Linked DNA regions of Rattus norvegicus: region 2 is linked to region 1. Evidence: chromatin contacts called from public Hi-C data. All regions are on one chromosome and are shown on one strand. The core of a region is the stretch at or near the end of the contact, and the rest is flanking DNA. Distances in the headings are between cores, read along the strand shown.

Region 1 (4,591 bases), core at 1,117-3,616:
GGCTGCAGTGTCCGCGGCCGAATGTAGTTTGGGAAGGGGTGATAGGGCCCCGGGGGAAACACCTCATCCTCCTCCCGATCCCAGGGTGGGAGTACTTCGTTCCAGTCCGGCAACTCATCCCGGGCCGGGGCGGGAGGTGGGGGCTGCGGGGAGCGGACATGGGTCGGGGCTGGGGCAGCCCTGGGGGGCGGCACCGGCTCGGGAGGGGCGTTCTTCTTCCGCTTCCGTTTCTCCTCCACCTCTTCGATGATGCTGACCACATCGTCTGCTGGCAGGTGGAGTTTGGTGGACAGTTCAATGAGACTATCGATCGTCTGCGGATCCATCTCTTCGTCGTCGTCATCCTCCTCCCCGCCCTCCTCTGTCCCCTCAGCATCCTTCCGCCGATGGCCTGGCGCCTCCTCCTGGGAGCGCTTGTCCTCGGCTCCGGCTTCCCCGTCCTCCTCCTCGGCGAACAGGAGCGCGTTCTGCCGCGCCCTCTCCGCCTCCTCTGCCTCCGCCTCCGCCTCTGCCGCCTCCTCATCCTCTTCCCCCACCTCGTCCTCCCCACCACCGCGTCTCTCCTGCTCCGCCTCCTCCTCCCTCTCGTTCTCCCGCTCTTGCTGCGTCTCCTGCAGCCCGCGACCCCCGAGATCGCGCTGCCGGGCGCCGCCCTGCAGCAAATACTGGAGCAGCAGGTCGGAGGCGAGATCGGCCAGCCGCTCTTCTTGCGCTGCGGCCTGCCGGGTGGCCTCCGCCTGCCTCCTCCCTGCCTCTACCTGAGCTAACCCTTGTTGAAGCAGGCGCTCTCCTGCCTCGGAACCGCCCAGGAATGAGCCCTCGAGCCGACGCACCTTGGGGAAGGGGGCACTTAGACTTTGGTACGCCTTGGATAAGGGTGTCAAAGTCTCACCAAGATGTGTTTTAGGGGAGGACACTCCTTCCCCGAACTGATGGGTTTCGGGAAGGGGAACGTTTTCGGACATTCGAGCCTGGAATTGAGAAGGGACCGAGGGCGGCAGAGGAGCACGCTCCGGGACGCGCGCCTGGAACTCTCCCCAGGAAGCGCGCCATACGCGCTCTGGCCCGGGGCTCTCCAGATTGACTCGGGTCAGCGTGTGCGTGCGGGTTTCAGTCTCTGCTGCCGCCGTCTCTTGCTGGCGCTTAGCATTACTCGGACTGAAATCTCGAAGTTCTTGGAGCAAGGATGCTAGTGCCTCCAGCTCTTCTGAGCGGTCGTCTGCCTCGGGATCGTTGTCCTGAGTCTGAGGGCGAGGGGGCGCCACAGCGGACGCTTGGATTTCTGATGCCGGGAGGCTATGGGTCTGACTGCGCACGGACTCGGTCAGCAGAGCTTCTGCTGCTTCTTCGGGTGTTCCCTGCTGGGAACCTGCCGGGACAGCCGGGGGCGAGGCCGGACGGTCCAGTGCCTGCAACAGTACCGCGGCCAGCGCCCGGGGATCCACGCCCTGGAAGAGCTCTCCCTGGTCCTGAGGCTCGGAATTCCGAGCCGCTCGGACCTCTGGGACGCTGTCATCCTTTGGCCGGGACACTGCGTCCTCAGCTACCTGCCCATTATGCTCAGAGCCGAGGGGAGGAGGATAAACATCGGAGCGCCCGGGGGGTGCTGCTCCCAACCCCCGGATGAGTAGAAGGAAGCAGAAGAGGACGGATGCTGGCAACGTGAAGGTTTTCATGACCAACGGGCTGCCAGAGACTGAAAAACAGAAGAAACCAGAGAAATAGAGGATTTCTATAAGAATTTCCCTCTTTCTATTTCTGCATTCCCTCCCCCCACCTTTAAGCAGGAAATCCGGGGTTTCCCTCATTTCTCTAACCTTACCCGAAGAGAAACGTTTAGCAGAGAACAAGAAAGATGTGGCAATCTCTGGGGTCGTGCAAATGGTCAGAGAACGCTCGCAATCCTCGTTCTGGGTACCCAGTGCCTCCTGTCGCCCCCTTCCCAAAGTCATCTCTCAGCCAGCGCCCGTGTACTAAGCAGCAATGATAAGTGGGAGGGGGGATCTGTTCCCTCCCCACAGGACTCCCCGGATGGTGCGTGGGCGACTTCATCAGCGACAGAGAAGCAGAGACTCCCCGTTTACCAAAGACCCTTCCCGGGGGCACACCGCTATGCTCTCAATACCCCATAAGGAAAGAAAATCCTCCTTTCACGCCCACGAGTGAAGAGGGTTAGAGGGATGGACAGCGGAGTATTTACCAGCCGGTGTCACGACGGCGGGAGGTGGAGAGGAGGGTCGGGGCAGGGGGAAAATCCGGACCCGTCTGCCCTGGCTCCGTTCCGTGGCTGGAGTATGAAAGATGGTCGAGGGCTGGCGTCCTAGGAGCTGGGCTCAGCTGGGTCAGCAACAGCGCTCTCGCTCCGGCTTCAGCACGCTGGACAGCGCCCGCGCCACCGCTGCTTTATAAAGGGGAGCGCGCGGGGTCACGTGGTCTCGCCCCGCCCCATTGACGTCAATGTTCATTCATGGGGAAGCGGGCGGGTGCCTGGTGGACTGTGGAAGTCCAATGATTGGAGGATAAGCGTCGCTCCCGGCCTGCACCTGCGCAGTAGGGCCCTCGGCTAGAGGGGCGTGAGCTAGCGGAGCTCCGGGAAATGAATGAATGAATGAATGAATGAAATGTCTAGGCGGGCGGGGCAGGGGGCTATGAATGAATGAAGGAGGGACGAGGAGAAAAGGATGAATGAATGAATGGAAAAATGAATGGAAGGGTGGGTACAGAGGAGCCAGAAGGCGGGAGGGTGGGTTACAAAGCTCTTGAGGCGCGGAGCCCGCGTTGCTGAGCAGAATAGGAAGAGGGCACCGCCAGCATCTAATTGGGCGCCAGTAAAAGATCAGTACTGGATGGGGGGACGGTAAGGGATTGAAAGCCGGGGAAGGGGCCTGCCTCCCTACTCCGCCACAGTATGGTCTATAGGGAGCACGCCCAAGGACGACTTGAACCTGAGAGGAAGAGGGGGTGGATCTGCGGTGTGGGATGCCCGCCCAGGGTCAGCGCAGATGGGTGGATCTTGCGGTTTGGGTAATCACCTTGGAAAGGGTCCTAGTCGGAAGAGAAAAGGGAAAGATTGACGATACGTGTGCCTCTGGGTCCTGTCTGTTCAAACCAGTTCTGAAGGGGGTGGGGAAAAAAGGTGTGTCTGCCCTTCTGGCCAGCGGACTTTGCTGTGGTTGATAAGGGGTCCCTGTTGTGCCCCCTTTTAATCCAACTCTCCCACACCCTTAAGCTTATTTCCCTCTCTCCCACAGCCCCCACCCAAGGACATTTGGAGGGCGAGAGCAGACCAGGTGGGGAGGGGGTTGAGCAGGTGGAGAGGGTGACTCAACTCCATTTCTCTCTACCGCTTAAAGGGGAGGTCTGAACGCGACTGGAGGGGGGTGCACTGCAACGTCAGAGATGGACCCTCTCAGCCACCAGACCCTTCGACCGTATCTCCTTCCCAGAGGGGTTGAGGCTGGGGGCTTGGACAGCTAGAGGTTCCGGGAGTGGGGGGCGATGACGCAGAGATTGCGCAGAAAATCTATCAGCCAGCCGGGTCCGGTGAAGGGAGACCAGACGTGGGCGGGGGTGGGATGGGAGGACGGAAATGGGGAGGGGGTAGAGGAGAGGGAAAGGTGGCCCCGGGAGCTGCTACTGCAGGAATGAAGGGGAGGGAGGAAGGCTGGAGGGGGCTGCGGTGCAGGCGGAGAGCAGTGCGGGGGCGTGGGCAGGGAAAGGGGGGGTGACAATGACACACACCAGACACACAAGAACTGCGGACACAGGGGTGCTTATAAGCACACGCAAAGCCCCCCAACCCGGACACTTGGAAACCAGAATGGGGAGGGCATCTGGAGGGTCTCAGAGCCTCTTTCAGAGTCAGCCCCCTCATACCATCCTGTTACTGACCCTCATTTTAAGCCCCTAGCTCGTGCACGCGCGGGAGTGCGCGCGCACAGGCACACACAAACACATACACACACACACACACTCACGTGCTTTCTCTCTAGAACCAGCAGTGGCTTCTCCCTTCCATCAGTGGCTTGACTTTCCCAGAAGAAACCCCATCAGCTCTGCGGAGAAAAGGTGGGGTGAGAGGAAAGAGAAGAGATGGGGGCAGGGGGGGGGGAGGAAAAGAACATGAAGCAGGTTGAAGGAGAGAGAAAAAAAATAAACTTGAGAACCAAGATGACAGTAGATATTCCAAAGAAAGGAGGGAGGGGGACCTAAAGACACACCCCATCACAACCAACACCACTACAGCAGTATCTGACACCCCCCATACACACACACACACACACACACACACACAACTATCCAGCGCCTGTGACTAGAACCTCCTCCTTCCCTTTTCTCTCCCCATCTCCCTTCATCTTCTCAGCCTAGTTCCCTAGAGCTGAGAGCTGAGAAGGGGGGTCACGTTATCCTCCTTCTGGAAGGTGAATCAGAAAGCTGATGGTTCGGAGAGGGGGAGGGGAAGCTTTGGAGAGAGAAGGGAGGGGGCGAGCGCTCCACAAAGGGGCTGCCTGGTGGGCTTGGGGATCTAAGTTTGAGGTCCAGGGAAAGGAGACAGACACCTAAAGAAACCAAATACCTGTGTGCTTGCGTG
Region 2 (4,591 bases), core at 1,322-3,821, 100 kb after region 1:
AGGGACCCAGCTGGCAGACACAATGAAGGCTCTCGACACAAAGCCCTACTGGGACCGTGTCCACAGTTTTCAGCCAATCTAGTGGAGGTCCCAGACGTAGTGGAGCAGAAATAAACCACAACAATGCCTGACTTGCAGAGTTGATGGCATAACTAGAGACTCTTGAATCTGCCTCAATTCAAGAATCCCCTCAATTCCCACAGCAGATATGCTAGTGTCTGCTGGCAGGGAGCTCATGTCTCTCACAGGCACATATGTTCCTGTAAAGCATTAGATAGGTTTGGGCAGGCTGAAGAAGAGAGTGTAGAAGGAGTACCATTTTCAAAAGGCCACAGAGTCCCGAAAGCGGGTTGCCTATCCCAGCAAACGGAAGTGAAATTCCTACAACCCAACACTAGGACTTTTGAGGTCACGGTTGCAGGGAAGATAAAGATTTGAGTGCTGGCTCCTCATGCATTTGAGTGAGCTGAGCAAAGCTCTCTCCATCTATTCCCCTCAGCTGTAACCAGAGGCCCACAAAAGACTTATTCTAAAGCGTGTTGAGAAGATTCAGTGAGACACTGCCTGGGTCCCACAGGTCACTGTGAGGAGCACTTACAAATGCAGCATGGGGCCTGCACATTTTTTTTTGTTTGTTTGTTTTGAGAAAGGATTTCAAGTGTGGTGCCCAGGCTATCCTCAAACTCACTTTGTAGCCGAGGATGACTTTGAACTCTTGAGTGCCCTGCCTCGCCTCTGTCTCCTAAGTGCTGGGATTACAGGTGTGCGCTGCCAAGATCAGCAGCGTTCTAGACTAAGGTCTTGAGTAGGCTCCTAGGAGCCCCGTGCGCTCTTTTGGATGGATGTAGAACTACCTTTCAGCCCAGGCCTTTGTTCCTTCAAGGGCCTGTGCATTCTCCCCCTGTCTCCTCTCCTCGTCGGTGCCCTTCCTCGTTCAGTGCGGGTTGGGACAGTCATTACGGGGACAACTGGAGACACTGTCTAGAGACTCAGTACAGACTGCATCCTAGCAACACATTCCCGAGCTAGAGTATGGGGCACTGGAGAAAACAGATTGTGAGGCGGCCTGCCCACAGGTTCCCAAGTCCTGGGATCACAAGAACGCGCAGCCACACCTGGTTTCTGAAGCATCGCAAAAGGGAGCGGAGGGCTCTCTGCATGCTAGGCAAGCACCTTACCAATTGAGCTACATCTCCATCCCTTAGAGTACTTGCTTTAAAAGACAGTCGGAAGGAGGGCTGTGGCCTTATGGGAACTTGAGGTTTAGAGACATTTGCCATTACCCCTCCTTTTAAACCTGATAAGAAAATGTCATAGCCAACATGGAAGGTGAGTTCTCTCCTTGCTGGAACCCAGAACTCAGCCATGTGTGGAAAGGAAGGGATGTGACCTTCGCCTGGGGCCCCTCGGGAGACAGTTCAGTGTACTTCTCCATAAACTGTCTGCCTGCTAAGTTTGGAAGTTACCCTTTCCTGGACAGGAATGGGTCTAGGCGCCATGAGAGCTGAGCCTGCAGACCTCCAAGGTCACCCTGTGAGTGGTTAGTGAGCCATCTTCCCCTGCAACCTGGGCGTGGTGAGTAGACACACCGGTGCCCATTCTTGCTTACTCACCAAGTGCCCCTTCCCAAGGTCACTCCTATGTCCTAGCACAACTCTAACTAATTAATGACATCTTTTAGCAGAGGGGAGGGAACAGGGGCTCCTGCCCCTGTATGGATTTCTCAGCTAATATGGCTGGGCTGCCTGGTGGTGAGGGTCAGGGCTAGGGTAGAAGATGAAGCAATATGAAATCCCCTACCACCCTGTGTGAAAACCATCTGGAAAAGGAGAACTTCATCCTCAGCGGCAAACGGTCAGAGCCATCTCCTTGTACCACAGAGTCCAGAGTGACACACAGCTACCAAGGCCTTTCCTCAGTGTTTTGGCAGTGAAGGCTCCGTGGAGAATGCGAAGGGCAAGGCGTGGCTCTCCTTCAAATATTGTCTGTCAGAGAAGGAAAAAAAGTATAAACAGATCATAGATGGAGAGAGCTTTTGTAGACATCCAATCCTCGTGGAAGCCCATCAATGTATAGGCTCAAGGAATCCTGGAGGGCTTTCGGGAAGAGGTGGGCTTTGGGCAGGTATGAAACAGAACGAGAGGTGCCTGCCTCTTACCTGTAATCCCAGCAAGCAGCAGGCTGAGGCAGGGGAATGGCAAGTTTGAGAGCAGTCTGGGCTATAGAGATGGCCCTGGGCTGTGTAAGGAAGGAAGGTGAACCAAGCCAGGGAAGCCACATTGCTCCAAGGCCTCTCTGCATCAGCTCCGGCTTCCAGGGCCTGCCCTGGGGTCTCTAGATGATGGACTGAGCCTGTGGGACAAATGGCCTCCTTTGTTCCCCACTTGCTTTTGCTCGTGGTATTTATGACAGCGACAGAAAGCAAACTAGGACTCAGCCGCATCCTCACGCTGGGCTGCTCTGCCCAGACGTTTGGATGGGATTCAGCAGAAAACCGACAAATTTGCACAGAGTGGGGATCTTTGAAGACTCTGAATAAGGGAAAATTTCCATTCACTCCATAATTCATACTGGAGAGACTCCCAGTGAATGCAGGGGGGAGGAAGCTCCGTGGATGGAGGCGAACAGCCATAGAGAGGAGAAAATCACAGGGCGGAACAGCACCCGAATAGGCTTGAACCCACGTCAGAGCTCATCACCCTGGAGAGCATCACAGGAGAGGACGCACATCCTCCACATGTGGAAGTGGAGTTCCGAGGGGGCCCCACCGCACCCGGCATCGTCAGATGAGCCATTTGGAGCGAAAGCCTTTGAATGGAATGAATGGAGGTGGTGATGGTTCAGGGACAAATCAAGTCTTATTCATCAGCTGAAGGCTCCCCTGGAATGAGGGTGGATGCTCGTCATCTGTGACGAAGCTCTAGGGCGTCCCATCTCACAAGACCGACAAGACCGACACCAAAGAAGCCCCCTCCCCCACCGCCCAGGACAGTGGTGGAGACTTGGAGCGCTTATGACCTAAAGCATTCACATGGGACACATACATGACAGGGAGACAGACGTAGAGGGTAGTCTTGATGGCCCGCATGCAGACAAGACACAGAGAGCCAGGTGTGGTGGTGCAAGCCTACAATCCCAGCACTTGGGAGACTGAGGCAGAAGGATAAAGAGTTTGAGTGGGGCTGGTATGGTGGCTCTGTGTGTAAAGGCGCTTGCCACCAGGAATGCCCTGAGTTCAGGCCCTGGGTCCTACCTGGAGGAAAAAGAACTGATTCCTACAAGATGGCCTCTGACCTCCACACCCATACAGTAGGATATGCCCTACCCTCAAATAAATAGCTGTAATAAAAAAAGGAGTATAAGTAAATAAACTCATTACTATAAAGAAAGAGTTTGGGACAAGCCTGGGCTACATAGAGACCTTGCCTCAAAACTGGGAAGGTAGTTGAGTTAGTAGAGTGATGACCTACCACTCTATTAACCTTCACATAACCCACGCTAGCCTCAAGCCAGCTGTGCACTTTCTGGAAGGTTCTTCCCTGCTTTTCAGCAGAGAACACCTTCCCAGAAGTCTCTGTGCCTTCCATGGTGTCAGATGATGTCATTCTCTCCTGAGCTTCCCTGAGGCCCAGCACTTCCACTTTCAAAACACTCAACAAACCAGACTGCCTGCCTTCTAGAACCAGAGCCCCAGGAGAGCCTGGGTCAGGCTGCTCTGTTCACTTCCCCAGTACACCATTGCCTGGTTCCCCATGAGGCTCAGGATCCTGGCTCCTGGGTCCTGGGTTCTGGGTTCCATCCTTAGCACCACATAAACCTGACACAGGGATGCATTCCTGTGATCTGAGCATTGGGAGGTCGATACTGGAAGACTGGGACTTCAAGGTCATCTGGGACTATATATAAAATGAAGGCAGTCTGGGCAACATGAGACCTGGGGAGGGCGGGGAGAGCAGAAACAGAAAGGCTAGTTTTAAGAGATACTGGTGTCTTTAAGACAGAGAGTGCCAGATGATACTCAATCATGCACCGGAACTAAGAGTCTCCAACCCTGTACATAAGAGAAGAATCTAGGCTCTGTGCTTCCTCAAGCTTCCTTCTCCCCTCTGGGCTACAAGTTTTCTTCATAGCCTCTCTCTCCTCTTCATTCCTCAGTAAAATCTGGATCCTTTTGTTGGTTTTCTGAGACAGGGTTTCTTCTGTAGACCATTCTGTCCTCGAACTCAGAAATCTGCCCGCCTCTGCTGGGGTTAAATGTGTGTGCCATCACCGCCTGTCTCTGGGTCCTTTCCTTAGTTCCTTGCCTTGGTCTTGTGAGGGCTCCTAATGCCTAATCTCCAGGCGTTCTGCCCTCCCGGGGTAGGCAGGAAGGCCTGGTCACCCATGTGTTCCAGAAGCTGCTGCTGCAGTTGGTTCACTGTGGTAAATATCTTCAAGGCACCTGTCCTATCTGGTGCTGGGATACAAGAGAAAGAAGGAAGGGCCAGTTACAAGTGGCCAGGTGGCCTTGGGGTTCGAGGGGCTACCTGTGTCTGAAGGTTTCAGAAAAGGGTTAGAAGAAAGAAACAGAAGTCGGACCTGTGGTTGGTGC

What was found. Hi-C and Micro-C count contacts between places; a contact is called where the count stands out from the background.
Region 2: a contact with region 1 is called in a Hi-C map of frontal cortex, with 1.7 times the contacts expected there. The contact joins the enhancer-like site here to the promoter of Vgf in region 1. A contact is called at or near these places in 3 of 12 Hi-C or Micro-C datasets (the A7r5 cell line, Schwann cells and frontal cortex).

Annotation. Positions count from the first base shown.
Region 1 is chr12:25,274,654-25,279,244 of GRCr8, forward strand. It overlaps Vgf (VGF nerve growth factor inducible), which reads right to left and starts at 2,367. Exons shown (of 2, transcript NM_001395575.1): 1 at 2,201-2,367; 2 at 1-1,696. The coding sequence starts at 1,676.
Region 2 is chr12:25,377,355-25,381,945 of GRCr8, forward strand. It overlaps LOC100910802 (a long non-coding RNA gene), which reads right to left. Exons shown (of 4, transcript NR_102359.1): 4 at 1,677-1,985. Among named protein-coding and RNA genes, the nearest start is that of Ift22, 26 kb to the right of the region's middle. Within about 2 kb of position 2,572, at least 8 of the 93 cell types and tissues checked have an H3K27ac peak or open chromatin away from gene starts, as enhancers often do.